Regions from separate parts of the Mus musculus genome. Here all the other regions are linked to region 1. The links are chromatin contacts, called in public HiChIP or PLAC-seq and promoter capture Hi-C maps. All regions are on one chromosome and are shown on one strand. Each heading gives the region's core, a stretch centred on a gene start, on an enhancer-like site or on the middle of the called end of the contact. The rest is flanking DNA. Distances are from core to core; before and after follow the strand shown.

Region 1 (4,575 bases), core at 596-3,095:
TCTGGAAGAGCTACCCTTAAATTGCTGAGCTATGTCTCCAGTCCCTATGCTTTGTTTTTTAACAAGGAAACAAATACTTCATGATCTTTGTGGACTGAAAAGGTATTCCCTAAAAGCTCAGAGGAGCAGTATAGGCTTCCAAAGTTGTTGTTCTTTGGATGTTACCAGATGCTAGCTACCATCCATCCAGGTTAGCCATCTTACCTGCTCGGAAGGCCAGGCCCACTGTGGCTGGGGCCTGTGGCCGTGCTGTCTGGCTAGTGAAGCCACACTCGCCCAGAGTTTTGCCATCATCAAGGAGCTGGTCATCCTGAAGAGAGAAGCAGGGTTTAGGGAGAGGTCCTAAGGTCCCAAAGACAGCCAACTTAGGTGAGGAACTTAGGAAGAGGCATCCCTAAGTATAAAACACATATTCCAGGACTATATCCAAGAATTTCCAGCTCTGACTGCACTGATGGCTTACAGCAGCTAAAAGCTCTGGCAGAGACTTCCAAGGGCATTTTCTAGCACCCATATAGATTGGTTCACAATTCCACTTCCATGAGATCTGATCCCTTTGGCCTCCAGAGCACCTGAGCACCTGGACTGTATGAGAGCAGGTATCACACACACAAAAATAAAACTCACAGGCCTCTGAATTCTGGCTTTTCCAAGCTCTCTAGATATATCTAATTCAAAAGGTAGTTGGAATTTTTTTTTTTTTTGAGAAAATATCTCAAACAGTATTTTGTTCTTGAAATTCTGATCCTCCTACATCTAGCTCCCAAACAGGATTATTGCCCAGTTTTTTCCGCCTGGTGATCTAACCTAGGCTTTCATACAGGTTATGTTAACACTAAACACAGCTGCACCCCTGAGTCCTATCAAGTTTTTCTCTCCACTCCCCACCTTTCTTTTAAAAATCAACCTTAACCTTAAAACGGGAATTATGAGGAGCATAGAAAGCAGCACTAAAAACACTATGTGGTTCCTAGACCAGCAGAGGGTCTTTCAAGAAAAAGATCAGTGGGTATCAGTGAGAAAAGCCCTTTAGAGACATGAATCCAGGCTCTAATCTGGAGTTACAGCTGGAATTAGCTCAATGTATTTAGATTACTGGCACGCTTCTGGGAAGCCTGACTCGGGATTGGGGCATGAGGACCCAACTCCGCAGGCTAGCTTATTCAAAACTGGAGCTGGCTTCTGGAGGTGAGCTTGAATGCCAAGTGTTTCTAGAACATCAGAAGACTGGCGAGGGTAAACACTGGCTGGGTGAATCACTGGTGGGATCTTGACCTATCTTCTAAACAACACTTGCATTCCTCGAGTTCCACCCCACCCTGTGACAGTGGGATTCCGGTGGGCTCCCGACAGGCCGAAGGTGGCTAGCCAGGAACAAACCCTGGCTCTGCCACGACCTTCGGCTGCGTAAGATTATCGAGGCCTCGGTTTCCCCAACCGCTGAGCAAGACGGCCTGGCAGGGCGGGGCGGCTGCCGGGAGACCTGATGCTGCCGGCTCTTCAGCACGATCAAGAGACCTCCTTGTTAAGTGTCCTGTCTGGACCCCCGCGCGCGCAACCGCCACGCCCGCTCGTCGCACCTTGTAAAGCCGCTGCTCCTCTGGCGGCCGCTTGAGGATGCCCTCGACGATGCGCTTCAGTTCGAACACGGTGCTCGACTCCTTGGCGTCCGTAAAGATGGTGGTCTTGTGGCGCCGGATCATGAGAAACACGTCCTGAGGACGGCGGGCCCGCGTCAGCGCTAGCCCGCGGCCCCCGGCGTGGCCCCGGAGCCCCCGCCGCCCCCGGCCCCGCGCCCCTCCCCCCCGCGCCCGCTCACCATCCCGGCGGCTGCTTCTGGCTCGACGCGCCGGCGCGGCCGCGCTCCGCCCCTTCCCGGCAGCCCAAGCGCGACCCAGCGTGCTCTGCGCGGCCCCGCCCGCCCCGCCCCCTATCCTGCAGCCCCTCCCACGCCGTTGCGGCCATCTTAAGCGATCCGGAAGCCACTTCCTGTGCTTGGCCGCCATCTCGGTGTCTGGGTTATAGGTGGTTATATATTGAGCCCGTCTCGGATCCGTGGTGCAAGCTGGGCTTGCTTTGGGGCGTAGAGAGTGAGTCACGGAGAGCTACTCATGCATATCTGCCATGAACAATTTTATATGAGTGTTTTATCTGCATTTATGCCTATGCAACTGTTACATGCAATGCTTGGGAAGGCCAGAAGAGGGCCGTCGGGTCCTCTGGTCGTGTGGGGTGCAGGAAATCGAACCTAGCTAACTCCTCGAAGAACAGCCAGTCCTCATAATCATCGAGCCATCTCTCCAGCCCACGTTTATTTATGGGTCAAGCTCTTGCAGGGAATGTGAGGGGTAACTTTACAGCCATTTTGAGACGATGTACAATTTTGGATCTAAGATCACCACTGTGTATTCTCCTCATCCAGCTCTAGGCTTGGGTCTAAGGGTTTGTTAAATCCAATTCAGCCATGCTTTGTGGCCTCTTAGGAGCTAGAGAAACTATTGCTCTTCGAGACTTCTGCTGTAGTTATTAGGGTCCACTCTAGCTAGACTTGGCCACCTGGTCCCAGTACACCAACTAAAAAGTGTTAATAGTGAAAAGCATTGATAGGTTTACTTAATGTGGCCATAAGAAGAGGTCCAGTGACTTTCCCAAGTCGACTGTGGAGTTTGTTTAAACTGAAATGGAACAAATGAGTAGTGTTAGGCAAGGTATGGCCCATCATTTGACTGTCCTACAAGATGGCCTGATGAGCTGTGACATCTGTTTCAGGTCAAACCCTTCCTTATTCCAACATGAGATTCCTGGGGAAATCCTGATTACTTGGAGACCATTGTTTTTAACAGCCTTGAGAAGGCTAGGCTGACTTCACGACAGACTTCAAATTGGCAGTTAAGGACACTAGGCCTAAAAACTGGGCAAGTCCAGGGAAGTCAATTGATGATTTAAAAAAACAAAACAAAACAAAACCCTAGGCTCCAGCCTTCATGTCCAGGTAATGGACTGTCCCAACTACCTCGTCTGATGCAAGGACAGTGGGTCAGCAGCAGTTTCCAGACATCCTCAGCTACTTAGTAACAGTTCCCAGACCTCCCCAGCAAGTTTCTAGTCCCCACACCATGTTAATAGAATTCTGTAGAGATGTGCACAACAGATTAACATAGAGGTCACCTACACTGGAATTCTCTAATGTGCTTTAAATCAGGCCTGAAAGCTCACTTGGGTGTCTCTATCTTGGTAATAGGAGACCCCAGCATGCTGGACTTGTGCAGCTTAAAACATTCTTTGCATTTACATACTATTTGAGTCTGGGGTATCATTCTTTGGAGAATCATGTATCCTTACAGACTGATAGTCAAAGAGGGGTGGGGAACAAAAGGACAGTGGCTCTTTGGATTATCTTCATTCCTTTTACTATCTCTGGTACATTTCCTGGGACTGAAGAAGACAGGATATTGTCCTCTCCCTCCAGGAACCTGGGTCAACAGCTCACCTTCCGTCCTAGATTCAGTTCCCAGAAAGGTCTGTAGGCTTGATTTTTCAGACCCTTCGAACACTGATTTGTGCCATCCTAAATTATAAGACCAAAGGCCCTCTCAGCTTCTCTGCCAGTGGTGGGCAACCATCAGAGTTTCAGACAAGGCTAATGGGTGGCCCTAAGTTGTAGGATCTGGGAGAATTGTCTGTCTGAGCTTGTTAGGGAAATAGGAACAAAGTGCTAACTAGCTCTGTTTGGAGCAAGTTTTCCTGATACTCTTAAGCCAGGCTGGCCTTGAACTCAGTAGCCACCATACCTACCTAGAGTGAGCTTTCCTCATTTTAATCATATTACAATACTAAATTCTCTGCTAGAGACATTCCCACCCTATTTAAACATTTTTATTTTTAATTATATGTTTGTGTGGGGTCTGTACATGTGAGTGTCGTGCCTGGGAGGCCAGGGGTTCCCTGTAGCTGGAGTTACAGGTGGTTGTGGACTGACGGCCATGGGTGGTAGGAATTGAACTCAGGTCCTCTGCAGAGCAGTATGTACTGTTTTAACCAATGGGTTCCTACTTAATTATTTTGGTGGCCTGGGCTGGCCTTGAGGTCTCAATTTTTCTACTGCCAACCTCCTGACTGAGTGCTAGGATCATAGGTATATACCACAATTTCCTGTTTTTTTTTTTTTTTTTTTTTTTGTTGTGTGGGTTTTTTTTTGTTTTTTTTTTTTTTGAGACAAGATCTCACTATGTAGTCCTGGCTGACTTGGAACTCCCCATATAGTATAAACTGGCCTTGAGTTTTCAAGATGTACAGAAATTTTTTCCCCACCCATTCTATGTTTTAAACCTGCATTGGGACTGAAAAGATGCTTGGGACCCCACAATCACAGAAATGACTGTTCTTATAGAGTTAGTTCCCAGTGTTCGCAGCAGATGGCTAACAACTGCTTGCAACTTCAGCTGGAGGGGATGTGACAGTGCTGGCTTCTGTGGGCACCTGCACTCATGTGCACAGAGATAGAGGCACACTTGGACACATAATTACAAAGAACACCAGGAGCACAGCTTTAATCTCAGTACTTGGGAGGCAGGG
Region 2 (4,575 bases), core at 844-3,343, 650 kb after region 1:
AGGAGAAATAACTGGCCCTGATGGGTGGGGCTATGGCAGACCGCAAGGTGGACATGAGGAGTGGTACCCAGGTGCCTGACTTTGGGAGCTGGGTGGAAGCTCAGGGAGGCCTGAGAGAGAACCAGGGAGTCAACTCAAGTGCAGAAGATAAGGGGCTAGGTGCCAAGATGCCCCCGGAGCCACTCCCAGCACTCACGGCACTATTGACGGCTGCCATGTAGCTAGCATCTGGGTCGATGTGAGCAGACGTGATGGAAGACTCAGGCTCGGGAATCAGCTGCTCATTGTGGTCTGTCTTCAGGTCCCAGATGTGGATAGCACCGCTCTGATCACCCACAATGAGTTCTGCCTAGGATGTAGGGGAGGGAGGTGAAATGTAGCAATACTCTTGTCCTCTAAAGTCCCCACCCCACCCCTGACACCTGGCCCCATGAGCATTCCTCACCTGGTTGGGATGCAGACACACGCAATTAATGGGTGCGTTCACCTGGAAGATACGCTGACACTGCAAGTTCCGGGACCTGTGGGGAGTTAAGGTTACACATGGCTTCTAATGGATTTGATCCATGCCTCTACCAAAAGCCCCCATTCTCTGCTCAAAGGAGTTGCTTCTACCTTAGGAGAAATGGTTGTGAAGTTTAGCTCTTTCTCCACAAGCTTGAGGTCAGTGAAAAGGGAAGGAAAGTCTGGCCCCCTAGCCTCAAGGCAAGGCTAGCTCTCTGATGTAATTCTATTCTGCTTTCTACCTTCCCTCCATCGCCCGCTCAACCCCTCTTGCACTAAGACTAACTGATTGCAGAATAGCCTGCCCACAGACAATCCCCTGGCCTGCCCACTCCCCGGGCAGCCGTCCTCTTCAGCCCAACACACAACACCACCTGAGGTCCCAGATGCGAGCTGTGCAGTCCTCGCCACCTGTATACATCCAGCGACCATCCTCGTGAAAGCCCACTGATGCAATGTTCTTACTGACTCCGTCATAACTGATGATGGGGTTGGGGTTATTGGAGTTGAGATCATACATGCGGATATGTTGGTAACCTAGGGACACAGGGGGAATTGAAGCATGGGTGTGCCAGGTAGAACTACGGCCAGTAAAGGGTCAGAGGTCGAGAATCTCAGGTACCTGCAGCAGCAATCATGCTTCGGTCCGGAGTAATCTCCAATGCATTTACCTGCTGAGCATGTTAAGGATAACAGGAAGAGAACCCAGAGAGGGAAACCTTGGGGCTACAAGGCCATCAAGACCTCCACCACCTGGCCTGAGTTTCCCCAAACACATATCATTCATACTTAATTCTGGCCAGCACCATCCTGCTGCCAAGAGGAGGATACAGAGTCCTGATGCTGCACTGTTCGAGTGCAGATTCCACTGTGAGCCTGCCAAAAGCGCACCGTGTGGTCATAGCCTGCAGTTGCTAAGATGACAGGGTCACTGCCCACTGTGCCTGGGGTGGTATTCATTGTTTGATGGCTGGAGAAAAAAAATGAGACCTGCACTGGGCCAAGAGGTGATAAGTAAGGTCCAAAGGTCAAAACGTTTGGAGAGAAAAGATGTACGCATAACAATCTGCACACTACAGTGTACCGGTATTAACTTCACTTTAAAACTAAGAAAAATAAGAGTGTTCAGGGTCACGCTGACAGTCTCAAAAAAAAAGACTCCGGCTACTTTGCTCCCGGGAGAGTGTTCCTTCAGCTTCACCCTCACGCTTGGAGACGCCACCTCGCCAGCAGCCAGCAGGAGGCAGTCACACGCAGAAGGCCATCGCCCGGGCGCCGTCTCTCGCAAGGGTAGGCAACGCATGCGCATGGCGACTAAGGAAAAGCCCGGCACTGCTGCTGCTGAGCATGCGTAGTTGACCGGCACTGGGATCGGATGGGTGGGGGCGCTATCTGGCAGGACCCCCGCGCTCCCCAGTGCTCTGCACACCGCCCTGGCTCTGTGTTACCGGCCCGATTACCCCGACCGCACTCTCCTAGCCACCCAGTGGTCGGTAGCAGCCCTCATCCCGTGTCCCCCGTACCTTAACACACGCTCTGCACTCTGCCTTAGTCCAGGACGGCGAGGCGAGGAGGAGCTAGTCGATAGAAGCCGGGCCGAGCGTAGAGCTATCGATAGTAACTCCGGGCGAGACCATGGGTCCGGGGAGTGGGGGAGTTGAAAGGGATACCAGAGTTCTGAGACGAAGAACTCCAGAAGTGATCGTGCTCAGAATGGCCATCAGCCGCGACGCCACCCTTCAACTCACTGGGAACTACAGCCATGGTACTGCTGCCTATTTTCCAGACTTGGCTCCCAGAAGGAATTACACTGTCGTCGTCCCTCCACCCCCCGCAGACATACACAATCACCTACCCTACCAACCAAGCTAGAATTTCTAGGTAATGCAAAATTTTCAGATAAAAATCATTTTTTCTTTTCTTTTTTCCTTCCTTCCTAGCTTTTCTCTCTTTCCTTCTTTCTTTCTTTCTTTCTTTCTTTCTTTCTTTCTTTCTTAATTTCTTAATTTCTTAATTTCTCTCTCTCTCTTTTTCTTTTAGTATAGGCATATCTCAAACACTGTACTAAAAGAATTACTTTCTTACAAGAAGTTTGAATGCAACTGGGCAGTCTGTTACTTCTATTTGCTTTATCTGGTAGCCATAGTCTAGACCCTTTCAGCCTGATCCTGAGGGCACATAAGCTAGCCCAGAAACTCGTTTAAAACTGCAGACTCTCATGCCTCCATTTTTTAAAATTTTTAATAATACTTTTTATTTAACCCAATATATAAAAATATTCTTTTAACACATTCAACATAAATATTTTGTGCTTTTTTATTTTAAACTGAAATATAGTGTGCATCATGTTCTTGTGAATAGTTTCAATTTAGACTAGATAGATACATTACAAGCACTCAACAGCTTTATGTGTCTACTAAATAACATTGAACAGATAGGTGTAGAACATCTGATTCAAGAACAGCAAATTAGCCGGGTGGTGGTGGCGGCGCAGCCTTTAATCCCAGCACTTGGGAGGCAGAGGCATATAGGAGAGAATAATATTTATATTCCTAGCTGGGGAAAGCCTAGCTGGAATATAAATATTATTCTCTCCTATATTACATCCCAACTGCAGTTTCCTCTTCCTCCCCTCCCCCAAGCCTCTCCTCTCCTCTCTCCTCTCTCCCAGATTCACCCCACCACCACCACCACCAAGTACTTCCCCTCAGGAAAGAGCAGGCCTCCCAGGGACATCAACCAAACACACACAAGCTACAATAAAACCAGGCACATACTATCACTTTAAAGCTGAAAGAGGCAACCCAGCAAGAGGAGAAGGATCTCAGGCAGCAGAGTCAGGGACAGCCCAGCCCTGTTAGGATTCCAGAACACCAAGCTTATATGCAGAGGACCTAGGTCAGAGCCTTAGCAGCTCTCTGACTCTGCAAGACCCCAGGAGGTCCACCGGCCCCTCTGTGTTCTTGTGGTGTTCCTGACCCCTCTAGTTCTTCTAATCCCCCCCCCCTCCTCTGCAGGACTCCAAACTCCGCCTAGTATTTGGTTGTGGCACTCTGCATCTGTCCCCATCAGTGGCTAGGTGAAGTCTCTCTGGTCTCTTGGTGACAATTCTGCTATCATGCCTCCATTTTTATTACCCAGCTCTACAAAGTTGTCCTTGCTTTCTCATGATCTCTTCCCACTGCACCAGTAGATGGGGCTGCAACCCCCTTTCCCTCTAGCCACAGAGAGGGTAAGTCCAGCTCCTTAGCCAAGGCCGGTTCCCCTGTCTACACACCCAGGTTCCTGGTCATAGACACCCTCTTCCTATATCTCTCCCCAGTCCCTGTTTTACCTCCTTAGCATATTTTTAATATGGATTTTTGGTTTGGTTGCTCTGTAGACCAGGCTAACCTCGAACTCAAGAGAACTGCCAGCCTCTACCTCCCAAGTGCTTGGATTAAATGCATGGGCACAGACTCCCTCCTAGGTGTGTTTTGTATGTTTGTTTGTTTGTTTGTTTGTTTTTCTTTTTTTTTTCGAGACAGGGTTTCTCTGTATAGCCCTGGCTGTTCTGGAACTCACTTTGTAGACCAGGCTGGCCTTGAACTCAGAAATCCGCCTGCCTCTGCCTCCTGAATGCTGGGATTTAAGGCGTGCGCCACCACGCCCGGCTGTTTGTTTTTCAATCGGGATTTCTTTGATAACGTATAGTAACTTCAAATTTACAATGTAGCCAAGAATGACCTTGAACTTCAGGTCCCCTCTCCATCTCCTGAGTACTGAGATTACAGGTGGCTGTGTCACCACACCCAGTTTTATACAGTATTGGGGATCTAACACAGGGCTTTGCACATCAAATACTAGGCAAAAATAACTTCTGTTTCAATGCTAGCTCCAGCTTCCCTCATAGCATGGGCGCGTGCGTGCGCGCGCGCGCGCGCGCACACACACACACACACACACACACACACACACAATTCCAATACTCTCCTTACAGCTAAAATTCTCTCTCCTTCAAAAGGCCTCCCTTCCCATCTCCCCCTCAGCTCTCTGGGAAAATTCCTCAAGGCCACTGCCTTTGTCACACTT
Region 3 (4,575 bases), core at 639-3,138, 600 kb after region 1:
GTGGCATACGCATTTAACTCTAGCACCTGGGAGGCAGAGGCAGGCAGATCTCTGGGAGTTCGAGGCCAGCCTGGTCTGTGGATCTAGTTCCAGAATAGCCTGCTATATACAGAGAAACCCTGTCTCGAAAAACCAGAAGGGGGCGGGGGGGGGGCTTTCGGGTGAGACATAGCAGAAGCCACCGTTTGGGGTTGTGAACAGAAAAAGAATTGTCTTAGAAAGGCCAGTCTGTCCCATAGCTGTGCTGTTTGAATATTGCACTCTTGGCTGACCAGGCTTCTCTTCCCACAGGTCTCGATCCCCAAGACGCAGGTCCCCTGTGCGTAGGAGGTCTCGCTCTCCTGGCCGCCGCCGCCACAGGAGCCGATCCAGCTCCAACTCCTCCCGATAAGCAGGGACATTGATTCGTACCTCTGTAACTTATGTTCCCCAGACTCTGTTTTGTCCTTTTCTCTAGCCAAGTGAGGGTCTGTAGAGAAGGATCCCTTACTGGGTACAGCAGTTGAGATATCTCCTCTACAGAAGGGTTCTGGCTTGTAGAGCTACTGTTGGTTCACGGCTGCTCCCATAGAGGTGCCCTGTAGTTTTCTGGCTAGAAAGTTCATCCCTTCAGTTCTTGATAGGCTGGTAGCAGAGCCAGCTGGAACCTATGGCAGCACACGGATTTCCACAGATGACCCAGAACCAGACAGCCTGGTCTAGCCCCCGCTGTGCCACACCTGTGCAAAGGACCACACTGCTCTTCTGTTCGGCCGACCATGCCCTGCTGAGTACGCTTCAACTTAGAGGGCTAAAACCTTTGAAGGATTCCTCCACAAATGGTTACCTTTCTGTCCCCGTGTCTCTGTTACTTTCTAGAATTTGTGAGCCAGTTCTACAGGGTCCTCATGAAACCTACCCCACCCCGTTGTCACCTGCCATTCATGGTGATGTTGCAGGTTAACCTTGGCAGTGTGTACATTGCCCCTTTTTGCTTTTATTGTACAGTCAGTACTATAAAATTTGTTTTGAGTTTTATAACTTTGTAGCATTTTAGATAAGGTTGTGTTTGTACTTGTGTAGAGTGAAAGGACTGTTGAATAAAACCTAGGATTAGAATGCAAATTGAGTGCTGGTTTTACTGTCTGTCTTAGTCCAGAAGAGTCATAATTTGTATGACTCAACTAAGAACTCACTTTGAGTTTAATCCCCAAAGTGGCATTTCTAAAAGCCAGGAGGACAGGTGGTGAGACGGCCTGGGGCTCAGAAGCTGACTCTGCCTGAGATGCTGCCGCCGCAGGAAAACTGGGAGGGACAGTTCTCTCTTCTGTCTCATACTGGTGCACCACAGAAGAAAAGTCTTAACCAAGAAGGAAGACTTCAGCCCGGCGTGGTGGCGCACGCCTTTGATCCCAGCACTTGGGAGGCAGAGGCAGGCAGATTTCTGAGTTCAAGATCAGCCTGCTCTACAGAGTGAGTTCCAGGACAGCCAGGACTACACAGAAACCCTGTCTCAAAAAACCAAAAAAAAAAAAAAAAAAAGAATAAAAGGAAGACTTCTTGTGTTTGTGCCCCTTGAGTATTGAGTCAAATAAAAATGCACTATTTGGGGCAAATAGCCTAGGTAAAGCCTCCCAGTCACCCCTGTGCTGGCAAGGCCGTCTGTTTTTCACTACGGTGCCAGCCTTGATTTATGGTCCTAATCCCAGCTCTGCAAGTGCCTCTGAGCTCTGGCAGCTCGCCCCAGCAGAATGAAAGCACTCTTGGACACACACCCTGCCCTAACTGGCACAGGGGAAACCCAGTCCTCTGGACGCTGCGGACTGGCTAACCTTGGCCTTGTGGGGCGGGGCCGGCCGGAGAGGAGGAGTCTGCAAGGCCGGGCTGGAAGCGAAGCCGCTGGCTCTGTAGTCCCCACTGATATCCAAGATGGCGCTGGCTGCTGCGCGTCGCCTTCTGCTGCACGCGGGTGCGTGGCCCGGGCGAGAGCGCTGGTGCAGGGCCTCACAGGGCTGGGTGCGCGGGCGGCGGTGGCGAGAGTCTGGGCGTGCTTGCTAACGTGCTCCGGGCTGTCTGCAGGATCCCGCCTCGGGCGCAGGGAAGCGGTGGACGGCGCGCGGCGCTTCGCTAACAAGCGGGTGCTGGTGGAGACGGAGGGCCCGGCAGGTGAGAGGGAGGGAGGGCCACATCTCGTTCATGTCCTCGGGCTCCGAGCCCACACGGTCTGTGAGGTCGGGCTGACGATGAGCTCTTGGAATTCCCAAAAGCAGGGAGTGAGCATAAGCTCACATAAACTCAGATTCTGATTAAAACCTAAGTTCATACCGGGCGGTTTAAATGACAGAATGGGTGAGTTTTTAAAGCTTTGGTTAAAGTTCCTAAAGTTATGGTCTGTTACTTAAACTATTAGTTAAGAATGATTATAGCTTGCGGCGGTGGCTCATGCTTGTAAACTCAGCTGAAGCCAGTCTGAGCCACGTGAGACAGTGTCTCAAAAATCTCACAAAAATGATTGGGAGCGTTTTTGAATATTTTCCTAATACTGGAATGTGGCACAGCAACATTTTCCTAGTTAATGTTGGGTCGCTCCCTGCCCACAACAGAAGGAAGCACCTCCCCTCACAAGCAGAGGCAGGAGGATGGTGAAGTTGAGGCCAACCTGGGCTACGGCTGGAGCCTGCTTTTCCTGTGCTGTTTTGTTTTTTAAAGTGACGATGCGGGGAGAGGGGGAGATTGTAATTTTCCAGGACAGTGACAATGCACTTATGGAAGAAAAACCTGGGAGGGGAGGACAGAGCTAGGGCTAGAGCTTAGGATCACAGTCTATAGGGGGAGGGAGCATTCAACCTAGACATGGAGGTCAAAGTCTGCAAAGTCTGGATTCCCCCCCCCCCAGAGTGATAGAATATGAGTGCACTGGAGAGAGAAAGAAGTGCCTTAATAGTGCCAGACCTGCAGGCTTCAATCCCAGTACCACAAAAGGAAATAAATAAAAATACTACAATAGGTAGCAGTAAAAACTATACCATGGCAAAGTCAGTGGATTATACACTTAAAGGTGACAAGATGTTTAGACTATCATGTAGATGTCATCACAATTTAGAGTAATAAGGTAGTGGCATATATTTTTACATGTATATATTTACCTATATATTTTATATATAATTTTAAGTAATAAGTACGTAACTTATGTATCTCTAGTGAAAAAGCAAAGGTAAAATAGCAACTGGTTTTATTTATTTTTTTTTTTGGTTTTGTAGAGCCAATGGTCCCTATATTTCAAAGGCAAAATTTAAAAGTCCATATGTCCCTTTAGCTTATGGGGTTTTTGTTGGTTTTTTTTGTTTGAGACAGGATTTTATTTATCCCAGGCTGGCCTGGAACTCATGTAACTGTGTGGCTGAGACTTAACCCACCTGCCTCTACCTCCCAAGAGCTGTGATCACAAGTGTTTGTCACACTTTACTTTTTTCTTTTTTTTTTTTAATTTATTTTATTTATGTACGTGGGTTTGGAGGATTTTTGGTGTTTGTTTGTTTTTGCCTTCCTGTATGTTTTGGCCTGTGGAGGCCAAAAATAGGATGTTAAAATCCCCTGAAGGGCTGGAGAGATGGCTCAGAGGTTAAGAGCACTGACTGCTCTTCCAGAGATCCTGAGTTCAATTCCCAGAAACCACATGGTGGCTCACAACCATCTGTAATGGGTTCCAATGCCCTCTTCTGGTGTGTCAGAAGGCAGCTACAGTGTACTCATATACATAAAATAAATAAATAATTCTCTCTGTCTGTCTGTGTGTATGTGTGTGTGTTTCTTTTTTTTTCCTTTTCTTTTTTTTTTTTTTTTTTTTATTCCGAGACAGGGTTTCTCTGTGTAGCCCTGGCTGTCCTGGAACTCACTTTGTAGACCAGGCTGGCCTCGAACTCAGAAATCCACCTGCCTCTGTCTCCCAAGTGCTGGGATTAAAGGTGTGCATCACCACCGCCCGGCTTTTTTTTTTTTTTTTTAAATAAATAATTCTTAAAAAGAAAACTTAAAAAAAAAATCCCCTGGAACTGGAGTTACAGTTATGAGCTGCTATGTAGGTGTTAGGAATCAAACCCAGGTCCTCTAGAAAAGCAACCAGTATTCTTAACCACTAAGCCATCTCTCCAGCTTCTTCTAGCTCACACTTTTAAGTCCCCAGCACATAAACACCCTAAAGACTGTGAACATTGCTAGCACAGAAATAGTCTCTTTCTGAGTTGACACAGGGTCTTTTTGGCAGAGGTTCACTTGATATGACGATGGGTTTTTTGACCTGTTTCACCATTTCTCCAGTGTTGCCTAGCAGGCGCTTCCAATGGGCATTCTGCTCAACCCACCATTCAAGAGTTTATCTGCTATGCACCTTGTTCCAAGAAGTTGGTTTCTACTCCCACAGTGACCAAGTTCATCTGTTCTCTTTTGTCAGCTCATGTTCTCCTTTTGCCTCGTAACCTTTCCCCTAGTGTCCACCCTCCTGCCAGACTTTTCAGATATTTTCCTTCCAACTAAACTTGAGGTGTTTGTCTTGTGCAGCCTGTAACTGGGCCACAGTTACCTCTCCCTCTTAAATCA

What was found. HiChIP or PLAC-seq counts read pairs in DNA pulled down with a chosen protein or histone mark. Capture Hi-C pulls out chosen DNA fragments and counts their contacts.
Region 2: a contact with region 1 is called in a FOXA1 HiChIP or PLAC-seq map of pancreatic cancer cells. The contact joins the promoter of Mlst8 here to the promoter of Elob in region 1. A contact is called at or near these places in 2 of 115 datasets of contacts at active chromatin or transcription factors (microglia and pancreatic cancer cells).
Region 3: a promoter capture Hi-C map of adipose tissue shows a contact between it and region 1. The contact joins the promoter of Eci1 here to the promoter of Elob in region 1. A contact is called at or near these places in 1 of 39 promoter capture datasets (cranial neural crest), 1 of 484 Hi-C or Micro-C datasets (the G1E-ER4 cell line), 2 of 115 datasets of contacts at active chromatin or transcription factors (T-cell acute lymphoblastic leukemia and regulatory T cell precursor) and 1 of 9 other capture datasets (adipose tissue).

What each region holds. Positions count from the first base shown.
Region 1 is chr17:23,827,264-23,831,838 of GRCm38.p6, forward strand. It overlaps Elob (elongin B), which reads right to left and starts at 1,846. Exons shown (of 4, transcript NM_026305.2): 1 at 1,820-1,846; 2 at 1,581-1,715; 3 at 205-310. The coding sequence starts at 1,822.
Region 2 is chr17:24,476,985-24,481,559 of GRCm38.p6, forward strand. Mlst8 (MTOR associated protein, LST8 homolog (S. cerevisiae)) reads right to left here and starts at 2,094. Exons shown (of 9, transcript NM_001252464.1): 1 at 2,028-2,094; 2 at 1,336-1,474; 3 at 1,127-1,178; 4 at 879-1,041; 5 at 446-521; 6 at 197-349. The coding sequence starts at 1,464.
Region 3 is chr17:24,424,795-24,429,369 of GRCm38.p6, forward strand. It overlaps Eci1 (enoyl-Coenzyme A delta isomerase 1), which reads left to right and starts at 1,889. Exons shown (of 7, transcript NM_010023.4): 1 at 1,889-1,948; 2 at 2,059-2,145. The coding sequence starts at 1,909. It overlaps Rnps1 (RNA binding protein with serine rich domain 1), which reads left to right. Exons shown (of 9, transcript NM_009070.2): 9 at 292-1,104. The coding sequence ends at 391.